Regions from separate parts of the Sus scrofa genome. Here region 2 is linked to region 1. A link is a contact called in public Hi-C data. All regions are on one chromosome and are shown on one strand. Each heading gives the region's core, a stretch centred on a gene start, on an enhancer-like site or on the middle of the called end of the contact. The rest is flanking DNA. Distances are from core to core; before and after follow the strand shown.

Region 1 (7,152 bases), core at 2,587-5,086:
TATATTAATTGTGGTTAATTTTCACTATTTTTGCCTTTTTTTTTTTTTTTTTTTTAAGGGCCGCACCTGTGGCATATGGAGGTTCCCAGGCTAGGGGTCGAATCAGGCCTCTGGCCTATACTACAGCCACAGCAATGCCAGGTCCGAGCCGCATCTTCAACCCACACCAGAGCTCACAGCAACACCAAAATCCGTAACCCACTGAGCAAGGCCAGGGATGGAACCTGAAACCTCATGGTTCCTAGTTGGATTCATTTCTACTGCACCACCACAGGAACTCCAATTTTCACTATCTTTGATCCATACACTTTCCTACGTTTTGCATGAATGTAATTCATTATTTCTCACAATAACCCCTACGAGGTAGGTGAGATTATGTACCAATTTGCCAGACGGGGAGGTAGAAGGCAAGCTTGAGGTGACTCTAATTTCAGACACGGCAAAGGAAAAGTGCCTGAGCCTGGGCTGAAGCTAGGGGAGGGAGAGGCCAGGGTACCAGTGGAGTGTGAGTCTGCTGGGAGACCACAGAAACCCTTAAGAAGGACTCATGATAAAAGAAGCCCTTGTGGTTCAGCGGGTTAAGAACCCAACATGGTATCCACGTTGGATCCTTGGCCTCGCTCAGTGCATTAAGATTCCAGGATCGCCACAAGCTGTGGTGTAGGTCGCAGGTGAACCTCCCGTCCACCATTGCTATGGCTGTGGCCTCAGCTGCAGCTCCAAATCGACCCCTAGCCCAGGTACTTCCATATGTCACGAGTGCAACCTTAAAAAGAAAAAGAAACGAGAGAGAGAAGCCCTTTAGTGTCCTCAGGGTACTACTGTCTAAGCAAAATGACATCCCTGGAACTACTGAAGCCAATTAAAACTGTAAGGGAAACTAGCTTTTTGATGAAGCTGATGCTAAGGATGGCAGAGCAGAGAGATGGAAGACACCCAGGTCTATGAGACTGTCTTTCAAGCCCTGAATGTACTGTGCCTTCTTCTTTCTCCTCTGAACTTTCAGTTATATGAAATAATAAATGTACATAAGACAGTTTGAGCCTGGATTTTCTGTTTGACATGGAACAACCCTTGACGTATAGAAGGTGCTCTGTTAATACCAGCAGAACAATGGAATTGATAGTTCACCACATCATTGCCTAAAGAGTTCAGATCCAACTACCATAAAGGAAGAGAAATTATCAGAGAATAGTATTTTTGAGTAGCTGCCATGGAAACTGACACTGGATTTTTAAATGTTTAACAAGAAAATGAGGGAGTTCCCGTGGTGGCGCAGTGGTTAACGAATCCGACTAGGAACCATGAGGTTTCGGGTTCGATCCCTGGCCTTGCTCAGTGGGTTAACGATCTGGCGTTGCCATGAGCTGTGGTGTTGGTGGCAGACGCGGCTCGGATCCCACGTTGCTGTGGCTCTGGCGTAGGCCGGTGGCTACAGCTCCGGTTCAACCCCTAGCCTGGGAACCTCCATATGCCGTGGGAGCGGCCCAAGAAATAGCAACAATAACAACAACCAGACAAAAGACAAAAAAAAAAAAAAAAAGAAAATGAGACTAGTACCAAAAACGTTTTGTGCAAAGATGTAATATGGCGACATATCACGATTTTATATATTTTGGTGACACAATGGGGTTTTATACTTTGTGGTTGTGACTGTTGATTACTACCAAAATTCAACATACACCAGCTACTATGTTTTTAAAGCAAAAGACTAATTTAAACTATAGATCATGGTAGTGGATTTTTAGTAACTGCCACAATGCTACATTTCCATTTCCAAAACTCTATTACATAAACCAGTTTATTTGTTGATTATTTCATAGTCCCATGTCCAGAGCAGTTCATTGTAACAATTAGGAATTCAATGCGTCATTTATGAAAGAATAAGAGGACGAGAGTATTGATCTGTTAGTTATTTTGTGATTTAAAATGTCTTTGTTTAACACATTTATCTATCAAAAATAGGTCATACTTTTTTTTCGTCTTTTTAGGGCCACAGCCATGGCATATTGAGGTTCCCAGGCTAGCGGTCAAATTGGAGTTGTAGCTGCCGGCCTACACCACAGCCACAGCAACGCCAGAACCAAGCCGCATCTTCTACCTACACCACAACTCATGGCAATGCCGGATCCTTAACCCACTGAGTGAGGCCAGGGATCGAACCCGCAATCTTATGGTTCCTAGTCGGATTCATTCCCACTGTGCCACAATGGGAACTCCAGGTCATAACATTTTAATGAATGTCTGTGAAGACTGATCCCAAGTTTGGAAGACTTTTTTTTTTTTTTTTTTTTTTTTTTTTTTTTTGTCTTTTTGCCATTTCTTGGGCCGCTCCCACGGCATATGGAGGTTCCCAGGCTAGGGGTCCAATCGGAGCTGCGGCCACCAGCCTATACCACAGCCACAGCAACGTAGGATCCAAGCCGCGTCTGCAACCAACACCACAGCTCATGGCAACGCCAGATCGTTAACCCACTGAGCAAGGCCAGGGATCGAACCCGCAACCTCATGGTTCCTAGTCGGATTCGTTAACCACTGCGCCACGACGGGAACTCCTGGAAGATATTTTTAAGGATATGAGTCAATTTTTCCATTTTAGCTCTCTAGCATAAACTAGAATAATTAGCATAAACTAATTATTCCCCAACTAAAACTTACAATTTAGAGACAGAGATAGAAATTGAAGAATTCACAGTACTTCCTTTAGTTTTTCATAACCGTAATTCCAGCAAAGGGACATAAATTCTGTTTAACCTGGCTTCACAAGAGATCTATCATGGCTTAGTGCTAACATGTCAGATCTACTGTTGAGAAATTAATGTTATGGGTGATGGAGCAGTTGCAAAAAAACAGACTTTGGAATTCCCTGGCAGCCTAGTGGCTAAGGATTCAGCCTTGTCACTGTCATGGCGCAGGTACGATCCCTGGCCCAGGAACTTCTGCATGCCAGGGGCTTGGCCAAAAGAAAAAGAAAGAAATGAAAACAGACATGGTCTCAATTTGCTGTGACCAGACTGCCCTGTCTGAACTCTGAGCTGCATGGCATCGGGAACCAGTGTTTTATTTTCTTGGTTTTGGTCAAGTTCGGAAACATGAAAGTGAACACCAGGAACTGCCCTGCTGAGATCATTCTGAGAGTCAAAAGAGTAAGGAAAGGAGTTCCCATCGTGGGGCAGCGGGAACGAATCTGACTAGGAACCATGAGGTTGCAGGTTCCATCCATGGCCTCGATCAGCAGGCTAAGAATCCGGCGTTGCTGTGAGCTGTGGTGTAGGTCACAGACTCAGCTTGTATCCTGAGTTGCTGTGGCTGTGATGCAGACCAACAGCTGCAGCTCTGACTACACCCCTAGCCTGGGAACCTCCATATGCCGTGGGTACAGGCCCTAAAAAGCAAAAAAAAAAAAAAAAAAAAAAGAGTAAGGAGAGGTCAAGTGACTCAGCAATTTCAGAGTCTCAGGTTACAGTTTAAAGCCAAGGGCTGAGCAGAAAAAGGCAGATGAGCAAAGAAAGACCTTTTCTTGAGTCTCCCAGGTTCTGCCCAGCCGGGAAGGTGACACTATTTTTTAAATCACATTCAAGGACATAAAGATTAAAGGGGATCCATCGAAGTACTTGCTGGTGCCCTCTTCTTTCTTAGAAGTGGGCTTAAAAATATTTAATTCTTCAACGAGGTGACATGCGGACACCACCTGGAGAGCGAGGACTTGCGCTGTTACCTCCTAAGGGTCTTAGTCAGCTGGAGCCGCCCTGACCAAACACCACACACTGGTTGGCTTAAAAAGCAGAGACATCGTTGCTCAGAGATCTGGAGGCTGTGAGTCATAGCAGCCTGTCAGCAGTTTGGTTTCCTCTGAGGCTTCTCATCTTGGTTTGCAGAATGCCACCTTCACATACTTGGTGTCTGTGTGTGTGTGTGGCACGTGTGTGTGTGCATGCGTGCATGTGTGTTCGCTCGCTTGTCCTCATCTTTTCTTTTTAACGAGGATGCTAGTCAGCTTAGGTTAGGCTCCATACTCATGGCCTCGTTCTCATTTCACTTTAAGTGCCTCTTTAAAGGCCTTATCTCCAAATATCGTCACATTTTAAGGTCTTGGGGGTTAGGACTTTGAATCGGAGGAAGAGATACAATTCATGCCATAACATAAGATGATGATATTAGAGATGCTGTAATAAAATAAAAATCAGTCCAGGATGAGCATCAATTCATGATAAAATAGACTCAGCTGGAACACTCAAGACGTTAAGAATGCCCGTAAGAGTTGTCTAAACTGCCCCAAATCTGTTTTTCTTTTCTTCCTAATCTCATAGGCTAACGAATCAAAACATCATCTTGCTTTTATTAGCATTTAATGCTTTTATTAGCATTCAATACTAATGTGTTTATAGAGTTCCATCTGGGGGTATTTGATTCATGAGTTTTTAAACACCTAAAAACAGAGTGCATTGTTCATTATCATTGTGTTGCTGCTTTGGGGTTTAATTGCACTATGGTGAGACAATGTGTCATGTGTGACAATAATTATTTATTTTAAATATGTTGAAGTTTTCTTTATGGCTTTGGACTTATCCAAATCTTATCATTGTTCCATGTGTATTTGAGAAAAATTGCATTCTCTATTTATGTCCATGAAAATCCACCTTATTAATCTTGTTATCAAGTGGTGTGATGTGTGTATGTGTGTTTGCATGTGTCCAGCCTAAAATTACTGATGTAGGTGGTGAAATTTCCTAATCCAATGAGGAATTGATCACTTTTTCCTTGTAATTCGTTTTATATATTTTGATGCAATTTTAGGTGATTATGTTGAAATTAAAATCTCTCCCTTTCATCATTATTTAATAACGTTCTACACCCATTGTTGTTTTTGTCTCAAAAACTACTTTGTGTAATATTAATAGACAACAGCCTCCTTTTGGGTCACATCTGTCTAGTGAATCTCTTTTCACCTTTTACTTTTGATGTTTCTGTCCAGTCAAAGTCTTTTATGGTATTTTAGTCTCTTGCAGTCAGCAGAGAACTAAATTTGTTGTTTTTTGTTTGTTTGTTTGTTTGTTTTTTGCCTTTTCTAGGGCCGTTCCTGCGGCATATGGAGGTTCCCAGACTAGGGGTCTAATTGGAGCCGTTGCCGCCGGCCTACACCACAGCCACAGCAACACCAGATCCGAGCCGCGTCTGCAACCTACACCACAGCTCACGGCAACACCAGGTCCTTAACCCACTGAGCAAGGCCAGGGATCAAACCCGCAACCTCATGGTTCCTAGTCGGATTTGTTAACCACTGCGCCACGACGGGAACTCCAATTTGTTGTTTTTTTAATCTTATAACCCAATTTGTGCTTCTTCACTGATGTGTTTAGACCCTTCACCTTTTTGTGTTATCAATTATTTAGTTGTATTTACATCTAAAATTATTTTATCTCACTTTCTGATTTTTTTTTATTAATTGCACACATAGACATTTATTCTATCATCTTTTGTCTATTATTGGAAGATAGACAACACTATTTTTATTCTTTTAGGAGGTCTGCCAATCCCCAAATTCACAGCAGTTAGTTTAGACCTTTTTTTTTTTTTTTTTTTTTTTTTGGTCTTTTGTCTTTATAGGGCTGCACACACAGCATGTGGAGGTTCCCAGGCTAGGGGTTGAATTGGAGTTGTAGCTGCCATCCTACACCACAGCCACAGCAATGGAGGATCCAAGACACATCTGTGACCTACACCACAGCTCACGGCGACGTCAGGTCCTTAACCCACTGAGTGAGGCCAGGGATCGAACCCACAACCTCATGGTTCCTAGTCGGGTTCCTTTTCACCATGCCACAATGGTAACTCCAGTTTGGACATTTTTTGATAATGAGTTCGTACTTGGCTGAGTTTACTCTATGGGAACCTGGAGGGCTCTGGGTGGAAGACTGTTTTCCCCAGAGAGGGTTTTGAGCCAAGAACACTACCAACCTGGTACCATTTTCATGTCATGTGTTTAGCTGGGGATGGTCATGGCTCTGCAGACGGCAACCATTCGCATCCCAGGCTCAAACGAGGTCTAGAGTTGGTTTACCAAGGTTCAGGGTGAAAAAAGTTTTGTGTTGTTTTGGTTTGCTTTTTTGATTTCTTATCTGTCTGTTCTCCTCAATCTGGAACCTTGTGGAGATGGGCAGGTTTCCTTGCTGACGTCCTGCAGCAGGTATAAATGTTTTAAGCCCCTTTTGGAGGGAATGTCAAATGTCCTGGCTTGATGGGGTGTCCCAGGCTCAGCTCCCCTCCTCCTCATGCAGAGCCCTAATCTCTTGTTCTCGTCTTTGCTGTCTTCCGGGAAGCTCAAGGAAGCTGTGCATTTTCCTACCTTGGCTTCAGTCCCCACTCGGCTAGTGTAGTCCTTTACTTTCTGGAAAGTTCAGCAATGCTTTACAATATGCTCATTCTAATTTACCCAGCTACTAGTTATTTTGCATATGGCAGAAGTTCTCAGAATCCTTAGACCCCCATCCCGATGGAGGCGGAAGTCTAAGGACAAGACCAAGGACAAGGCGTCAAGTTGAACATTAAATTTGATCAAATGTATTTTTATCCTCTGTTGAGAGATGTTTTCTCCCCTTCTACTTACTATCTAATTACATAGAGAATTTACAACATGCAAGGCAATGTGCTCTGTATGTGGTTTATGTGTTTTATCCTATCTATTCCTCAAATCCTCAAAACCTTGTGAGGGTGTCACAAACTATTACTCTTTAGAGATGGGGTGTGCTTCTAGGCATTTCTTTATCACGATCTCCTTTTCCCACAATAATCCACACATCTCAGTGAAATAGCATTCAAAATAGGCAACTTGTCATAGATGTTATTGTTCAATTGTTGTTTAATTATACTGCTTAATCTTTTCAGGTCTCAGTTTTTCGTCTATACAAAGAGGGTAAAACTGACATTTAACAGATAGAGCAGTATGAGATGAAATGGGAAAAATAAAATGGGTAAGAATGTAGAGCAAGGGAGTTCCCATTGTGGCTCAGCAGTAACGAGCCTGACTAGTATCCATGAAGATGCAGGTTCAGTCCCTGGCCTCGCTCCGTGGGTTAAGGATCCAGCGTTGATGTAAGCTGGGGTGTGAGCCTCAGACGCTGCTCATATCCCACGTTGCTGTAGCTGTGGCAT
Region 2 (7,152 bases), core at 1,462-3,961, 690 kb before region 1:
AAAACCTATTTGATGTTGGAGAAACAGAGTGTTTTTCGGCTCTTTTCTGTGTGCGTTTGTCCAGTCAAGAGAAGAGCATTGTTCTGGGCTTAGTTCTGTTGCCCCCATTTGTGGCCCCTTTGCCTCCTCCTGAGCTGAGGGAGTGAGTTCCCCAGGGAAGGCAGAACTCAGTTGCCTCATAGCCCAGAGGGCTGTCTGTGCCCACTTGTTTTTGTGCATCATATTCTCAGAGGTGTGATGTGTAGGGACGTAAGCTCCACTGATGCTCCCCCCCCCTTTTTTTTAATTCTCTTATTCTCTACCACATACCTTGGCAGTTGCACTCTTTCTTGCATTGTCCTTCGACTGTTTTATGTTAAGTGATTCTCATGGGCCCAGCTATGCTTAGGCATGGACCAGGTTGCCTGGAGGCCAAATATTCCAGTTTATTTTTTTTCCAGATGCATAGCTGTTGTGCCAGCATAGTTTATCAAATAAACCTTCCCCCACCATCAAGTTTTACTACCACTTCTGTCACCATTAAATTGCTGCATATGCTATAGTAGTTTGATGCTGGGCTCTGTTTTCTATTCTGATGTGTTTGGTCATCTATATTGTTTGGTTTTCATGGTTTCAATCTTTTTTTTTTTTTTTTTTTTTTTTGCTTTTTAGGGCCTCACTTGCGGTACATAGAGGTTCCCAGGCTAGGGGTCAAATCAGAGCTACAGCTGCCGGCCTATACCACAGCCACATAAGATCCAAGCCACGTCTGCAACCTACACCACAGCTCACATCAAGCACCGGCTCCCCAGACCCCTTAGTGAGGCCAGGGATCAAACCTGCATCCTCATAGATAACTAGTCAGATTCATTTCCACTGTTGCACAGTGAGAACTGCAGTCATTCTTTCTTGATCTAATTTTATGACTATTTTTCATAATTTTGGGGCTGTTCTTAGACATTTATTTCTCCATACGAACTTGAGATCATTTTATTTCATTCAAGTAAATTAAATATCTACATTGAGACGTTTTGTTTTATTTACAGAAGTAAGTTGTGGTCACCTTCTTTTATTGTAAAGCTCAATAATATAAACTAGGGGAGTTACCTTCCTAGGGGCAATCACTGCAGAGTTTAGAATGTATAGTCTAATGTGTGTTTTTCCAAACTTCTGTCCATGCATAAACATACATTCCTACATGTGCATGTTCTTTTAGTAAGAAATCGTTTTATATATGTGAATTTCCAAGTTCATTTGGGAAGAATCGACGTCCTTACCATACTGAGCCCTTTGTAGTGATGAGGAGCTTAGGAAGGGACTGTGACTTAAACTCCGCCCTGAGTTGTTCTGGCCTCCTAACTTTCTTATTACCAGGTCATTTTAGGCCATTCCGTTGTAGCAGGACTAGTCTGTTTTGGGGAGAAGCCCTTTCCAGGTTCATATCAGCTCTTTTGTCGTGGGCCCCAGGCCTGGCTGACTCCAATTGAGCTGGCTGGCAAGTAGCCAAAATTACTACTTCTGTCCCAGGGTTTTCACTGAAGACATGAAGACATCTGCCCTGTGCCTTCTTACTTGAGGGTATTTATGTGAGGTCCAAGATCTCTTATTTCTAACTTGTGGAAAGACCAGTTGCTCTCTTAGTGGCATAAATTAATTCCAGGATGCCTGGGTGACCTTTGATCTCACTCTCTTTTTCAGATTTTCTGGCATTTTGCTCCTGTGTTGACATAGTCTTTCCCTAATTCTTACCTTTCTTTGGACATTTGACTTGAGATTTGGGGGAAGTGAAGGGATATCATTGTCTTTAACAGGCCTTTCTTTCTCAGGATCCAGAGTCTCCAAAAGGGGGGAAAGAAAAGATGGAGGGTTTTTTTTGTTGTTGTTGTTGTTAGTTTTTGTTTTTTAACATGTAGTGAGCTATTGTTTGCTCTGAAAAGGCAAACCTTTGTTTGCTTGATTTTATAGCCTAGTCATTCTCTAACATACATGTATTTCATGCTTACTGTATGTCTTACCCAGGAGGTTAGATTTCTCCTGCTGGGTGTTTAATGTTAAGTTTCCAAATTATTTATAGGCCTGCCACAGTTTTTGATCCCGCGCTTGCCAATGAGGTGGCCTCATAAATGAGAAACAGCCCTAGGACTGCCAGCTGAGACCTCTAGCAAGTTGGCTCCTTCTGTGGGAACTTCCAGGCCTGAAAGTATATCCATGTAAAAGAAGGTTGAGTCAGATGATCTCTCATGATAAGCCTTTCTTTCTCTCTTAATTGCTTTTCTAAGAACCTTACTAATTAACCATATCATGGGCTTTCCTCCCTGTTTTAGTTACTTTGGTGTTCTCAGTATCCTCTTGGCCCTTCTTTCAGTGGGTTTCTTTAGGTGACATTTGGGAAGCCAGAGCTCCAGAGGCCATTTGACAGATAGGAATTACATCCCTCTAAAGATCTCTTCTCACAACTAGGAGCTTTAAAAAGGTGGTTCTCATCCTGATTGTACGCACAAGAACCAGCTGCACGTGGCTGTGCCTCAGTAGAGGTCCAGAGTGGTTTTCCTGGGCATGAAAGAAGCATTGCCACTTTTTCTAAAAACCCAAACAATTATACCAGCCCAGATTTCTGAGTAGAGCTTGAGTGGGCTAAGTCTGCTCTCTGAAGCCATCATGGTTGTTCCAGCTATAGCAAGGACCACAGCTGCCCTGAAATGAACACAAGGGGGCAGCCTTTCCCACAGATTTTCATCATATTGGAAAACAGGAACAAAGACGCATGTGAGAGCATGTGTGTGAGCCTATGCCCCGCGCCAGAGCCCCTGTGTAAATTTTGTAGCCTCTACCTCTGTGTTTATAAAGAGTATTAAGCTGTTGGGTGAGGGACATATGAGTGCCAAGTAGGTTTTGTGCTTTGCTAGACTAAAGTTTGTTAACGCAATGAGGATTCCTATGTGTAGGCACTATGACTATATACCCCCTTGCCCAGCTCAGAGTCTTGCAAACTGCAGAGAAGCTATTTTAATCATTGGAGGTTGAGATGTCTGAATCATTAAGACAAAAAAAAATTAGTTTAGCTTGCTGTTTGAATCTAAAGAGTGATTTCAAAGCAGTAATATAAATGTATTTTGGCTCGCTCGCTCTTTTTTTCTTTCTTGCTCCTGCCCGTCCCACCTCTCTTCCAGATACTAAAGGCATTGTTTCAGTTGTGTATTTTTTTCCCTTCGGTTTCCTCTTCACCCTGTAAATTGAGTTTTGACTCCATGGGTTGTTTCTGGTTGAAAAAAGTCATTGTTATGAAAAATGTATGCTGTTTCTTGGGCAGTGAAGCAGCATATAAAATATCACTAATATCTTGATCTCCCATGCAATTAGAAGCACATTGTCACTAGTTTTGCTTTATGTTTCCCAGATGACTGTTTGTTAATTTACAGCAGTTCAGCATGTAATTGCATTGATGATCATATTTCAAAGGATTTGAGTCTGTTGGTTCAAGTGCAGAATAGAAGTAAGTGTTGTTATTCCTTCGCCGTTGTATCTAAATCCATCTTATTTGACTCTGTAATGGCTGGAAGAAATCAGATATGCTTTGAAAAATCAAAGGCAAAGCCCCTCTCCCCTGGGGGTGAGAGCAGGGTAGAGAGAGGAACATTTTCTTTTAGGTCTCGACAGGGGCAGCAATTAGATTTATTGTATAATGGTTGTTTTTCTTCAGTGCCGCAAACCTTCAATTTTTCTAAAATGATAATTGTAAAGTTTCATTTTCGAAACAGTTTACGTAATCAATGTCATTATATTTGCATATTTTTCATTAACCGATACTAATAGAGATGGCACACATAGTAAATGTTCTTGAACGATATATAGAGGGATTTAACCACCATTTACTTAGTACCTGTTGCATGCCATGCCAGGTGTTCAGTGACTCAGTTTTGCTTATGTTTTCTTATTTAAGTCTCACAGCAAACTTAAGTGGTGAACTTATTATCTTTATTTGGCAGATGGGAAAGCTGAGATTGAGGTGGTTTTGACTTGTGCAACAAATGACGCTGTCCTCGCCATCCCTTAGTAGACAGATTTTTATGTTCCGTAGAGTTGTGTGGCTGAGATTATTTAGGATATTTCTGTTACCGACTCTCCTCTTTTCTGTGATCGTTAAATGAAAAGATGCTGTAGTGATTTTTGACATGCAGCTTCCTTGAATTTCCTGGTTCATGTAGTCTAGTTCTTCTTCCTATAGAAAGGGAGAGACTCAGAGACAGAATGGGTCTTCTTTAAGCCTGAGTAATGGGAGTTGAAACTAGCATCCAGGTCTTCGCTTTTATAAAGAGGAAAAACTGTGTGGTAGGACAGGAGAAGTAGTTTGGCTCCTCTGAAAAGGGAAAAGGGAGAAGCTGAAAAATGAGAATTTGTCAGTTTTACCCAGTTTGGAAAGAGAGACTATATAGAAGTGAGATAGTGAGACATCCCCCTTCCCCATCCCCAAGGGGAAATATTTGCCATTGGCCCCTGTACTTCTTCTCCGCCAGTGTCACACACCGGGGAGCCGAGACCCACCTCATCGACCCTTCACTGCCTGTGCTGCTCCCCACCTTACACTCTGTCCTTCAGTTCTCACCATGCTGAATACATCGGGATGTTAAAAACTTTATTTTCAGATATAATGGGCAGGTACCGTTATTTATGTTTAAGGTATATAACTGTAGATTTAATACATTTCTGTGTTGCAATATGATTCCCACAGGAGTGTTGCTGACACTACCCTATCATGTCACCTAATTATCCTTTCTTTTTTGTGGTGGGAAGAATAAAGATCGAGTCTCTTAGCAACGTTTAAGCGTAATACAGTCTTGCTGTCTGTAATCACTGGGCTGTGGTTTAGAGCTCTAGGACTTTTATCTACCAGTTGTAAGTTAAATACCCTTAAATACCATCTTCTCCAGTTTCCCCTAGGATCCATCATTCTACTATCTGTTTCTCTACGTTTGGCCTTTTATAGTCCACACATAAGTGCTATCAGACCGTATTTGTCTGTCTTTGACATCTCACTAAGCCTGTTGCTCTTAAGGTTCATTCATGTTGTTACAAGAGGCAGGATTTCCTTCTTTCTCGTGGCTGTATAATTTATTTGTGGGGGCGGAGGGCAGCTTCCCTATCCATTCATCTGTTGACGGACGCATAGGTTGTTTCCTTATTTTGGCTATTGTGAATGATGCTGCCATAAACATGGGAGTGCAGATTTTGATATCCTGTTTTCATTTCTGTTGAATATATACTCAGAATTGGGATTGTTGGATCATAAGGTAGTTCTATTTTTAATTTTTTGAGGAACATCCATAGTGGCTGAACCACTTTACCCAATTTACATTCCTACCAACAGTGAGTACATCGGGATTTTTTTATACCTCTCTCCTTCAGCACTTGGTGTCTCTTCTCAAGTGTTCTTTTTCCCTTTTTTGCCTGGTAGACTCAGATTCAAGACTCAGCTCAACTGCCAACCTCTCTGAAGCCTTCCCCGACTGCCCTGGGCAGATACATCTCAGTCCTTCCTTTGAGTTTCTATACCTCTTTTATTTTATTTAAATTTTTTTAGTTTTTATTTTTTTTGGCTGCACCTGAGACATGTGGAAGTTCCCAGGCCAGGGATCAAACCTGTGCCATAGCAGCAAACCAAGCTGCTACAGTGACCACACCAGACCTGTAACCCACTGCACTACAGGAGAACTCCCTTATGTCTCTTTCAATACATTTCTCCTAGAATCTTTATTCCATTATATTGTTTGTGTTTTCAGTTGATGTCTCTCAGCTTCTGGGCCAAGAATTTCATTGTTTGGGCATTGAGCTCAGGCCTGTTGCACAAGGGGTGCACTTTACCAGGACACGTGTTCCAGTGAGTGTGTGAGTGAATAGACAAATAACTGTCCCACCCTCCCCATTGAACCTTCTGAGCACAGAGATGGAATAGAGCTTTGAACAAGAGGAAAGGAGAGTCTTTGGAAGTTCTAGGAGATACTATATAATCATTCATTAGTTTGCTGGCAGTTTGGCTCTTAGATTATATATGGGGAAATTAAAGGACCACAGATTTGAAGAGGAGGGAAGCGCAGAGTACTAGGAACTTGAATTTCCTAGTACTCCCATATGTACATATATTAATCTGCCCACATGTGAGATACCTTAGGGCTGTTCACAGCCTTAAATCTCATAGCTATAAGAGTTTCTAAATAATGTGGGAGTTCTTTCCGTGCCTCAGAGGTTAGCGAATCCAGCTAGGATCCATGAGGACACAGGTTTGCTCACTGGCCTTGCACAGTGGGTTAAGGCTCCGTCGTTGCCGTGAGCTGTGGTGTAGGTTGCAGACAAGGCTCAGATCCCGAGTTGCTGTGGCTGTGGTGTAGGCTGGCAGCTGTAGCTCCAATTCGACCCCTAGCCTGGGAGCTTCCATATGCTGCAGGTATGGCCTTAAAAAGCAAAAAAAAAGTTTCTAAGTAATTAACATTGGTCTTCTCAGGTCTTTCAGAAGAGCTTCAGTTTTTGAGTAACTTTGAGCATTTTCTGGATTTGTTTGGCCCATAAAAGTATAATTTTTTACATAAGTCTAATATAACCAAAGGGTTTTTGATAATAAATTTGAGAAACAGTTCCCTTTATGAAGTCAGACAAGTTTATACCTGAAGCCAGCATGTTAAACCTATGTTAAAATGAAAAATTGTCTTTAAAAAATAAAAAGCCCAAATAGAAGGTATTAACTGGTATAATTTGGATATATTGATTTTTAATGCTAAACGATACAGAAATATTTCCAAAACTCACAACATCATGACCAAGTTTAAATTTATTTTAAAATGTACCGAGTCTGTAGCTTTGTTCTTTGCAAAAATTGTAGAAAGACTTTTTTGTGCATCCTATTTTGTTTCCATATTTCGTGCCTCATTGATTTTCAGATTCTGAAAGCAGGACTACGGGGAAGTGGAAAGGAAGATGATCAGGTGATCGTTTGAAGTCATTAACTCCATCTCCCTTCCTCCGTAAAGCAAACTATTTGTTTTTATAATGAGGGAGACCTCACAGCCTGCCTTGCTCAGGGCATCCTGGTTTATGCCCATTGCCTTAGAGCTGCTGTTAATAGTGCCCACTTTCACTCTTGAACATACAGGGTTGGATGATGAATTCTATTGTCTCTGTAGT

Evidence for each region. Hi-C and Micro-C count contacts between places; a contact is called where the count stands out from the background.
Region 2: a contact with region 1 is called in a Hi-C map of embryonic fibroblasts, with 2.0 times the contacts expected there. The contact joins two enhancer-like sites. A contact is called at or near these places in 6 of 47 Hi-C or Micro-C datasets (brain, embryonic fibroblasts, fetal skeletal muscle and 2 more).

The regions. Positions count from the first base shown.
Region 1 is chr7:50,222,660-50,229,811 of Sscrofa11.1, reverse strand. No RefSeq gene overlaps it. Among named protein-coding and RNA genes, the nearest start is that of TMC3, 42 kb to the right of the region's middle. Within about 2 kb of position 3,836, at least 5 of the 83 cell types and tissues checked have an H3K27ac peak or open chromatin away from gene starts, as enhancers often do. A contact at or near this core is called in embryonic fibroblasts, where this site is marked.
Region 2 is chr7:50,906,835-50,913,986 of Sscrofa11.1, reverse strand. All of the region lies in intron 15 of EFL1 (elongation factor-like GTPase 1), which reads left to right. Among named protein-coding and RNA genes, the nearest start is that of EFL1, 67 kb to the left of the region's middle. Within about 2 kb of position 2,711, at least 9 of the 83 cell types and tissues checked have an H3K27ac peak or open chromatin away from gene starts, as enhancers often do. A contact at or near this core is called in embryonic fibroblasts, where this site is marked.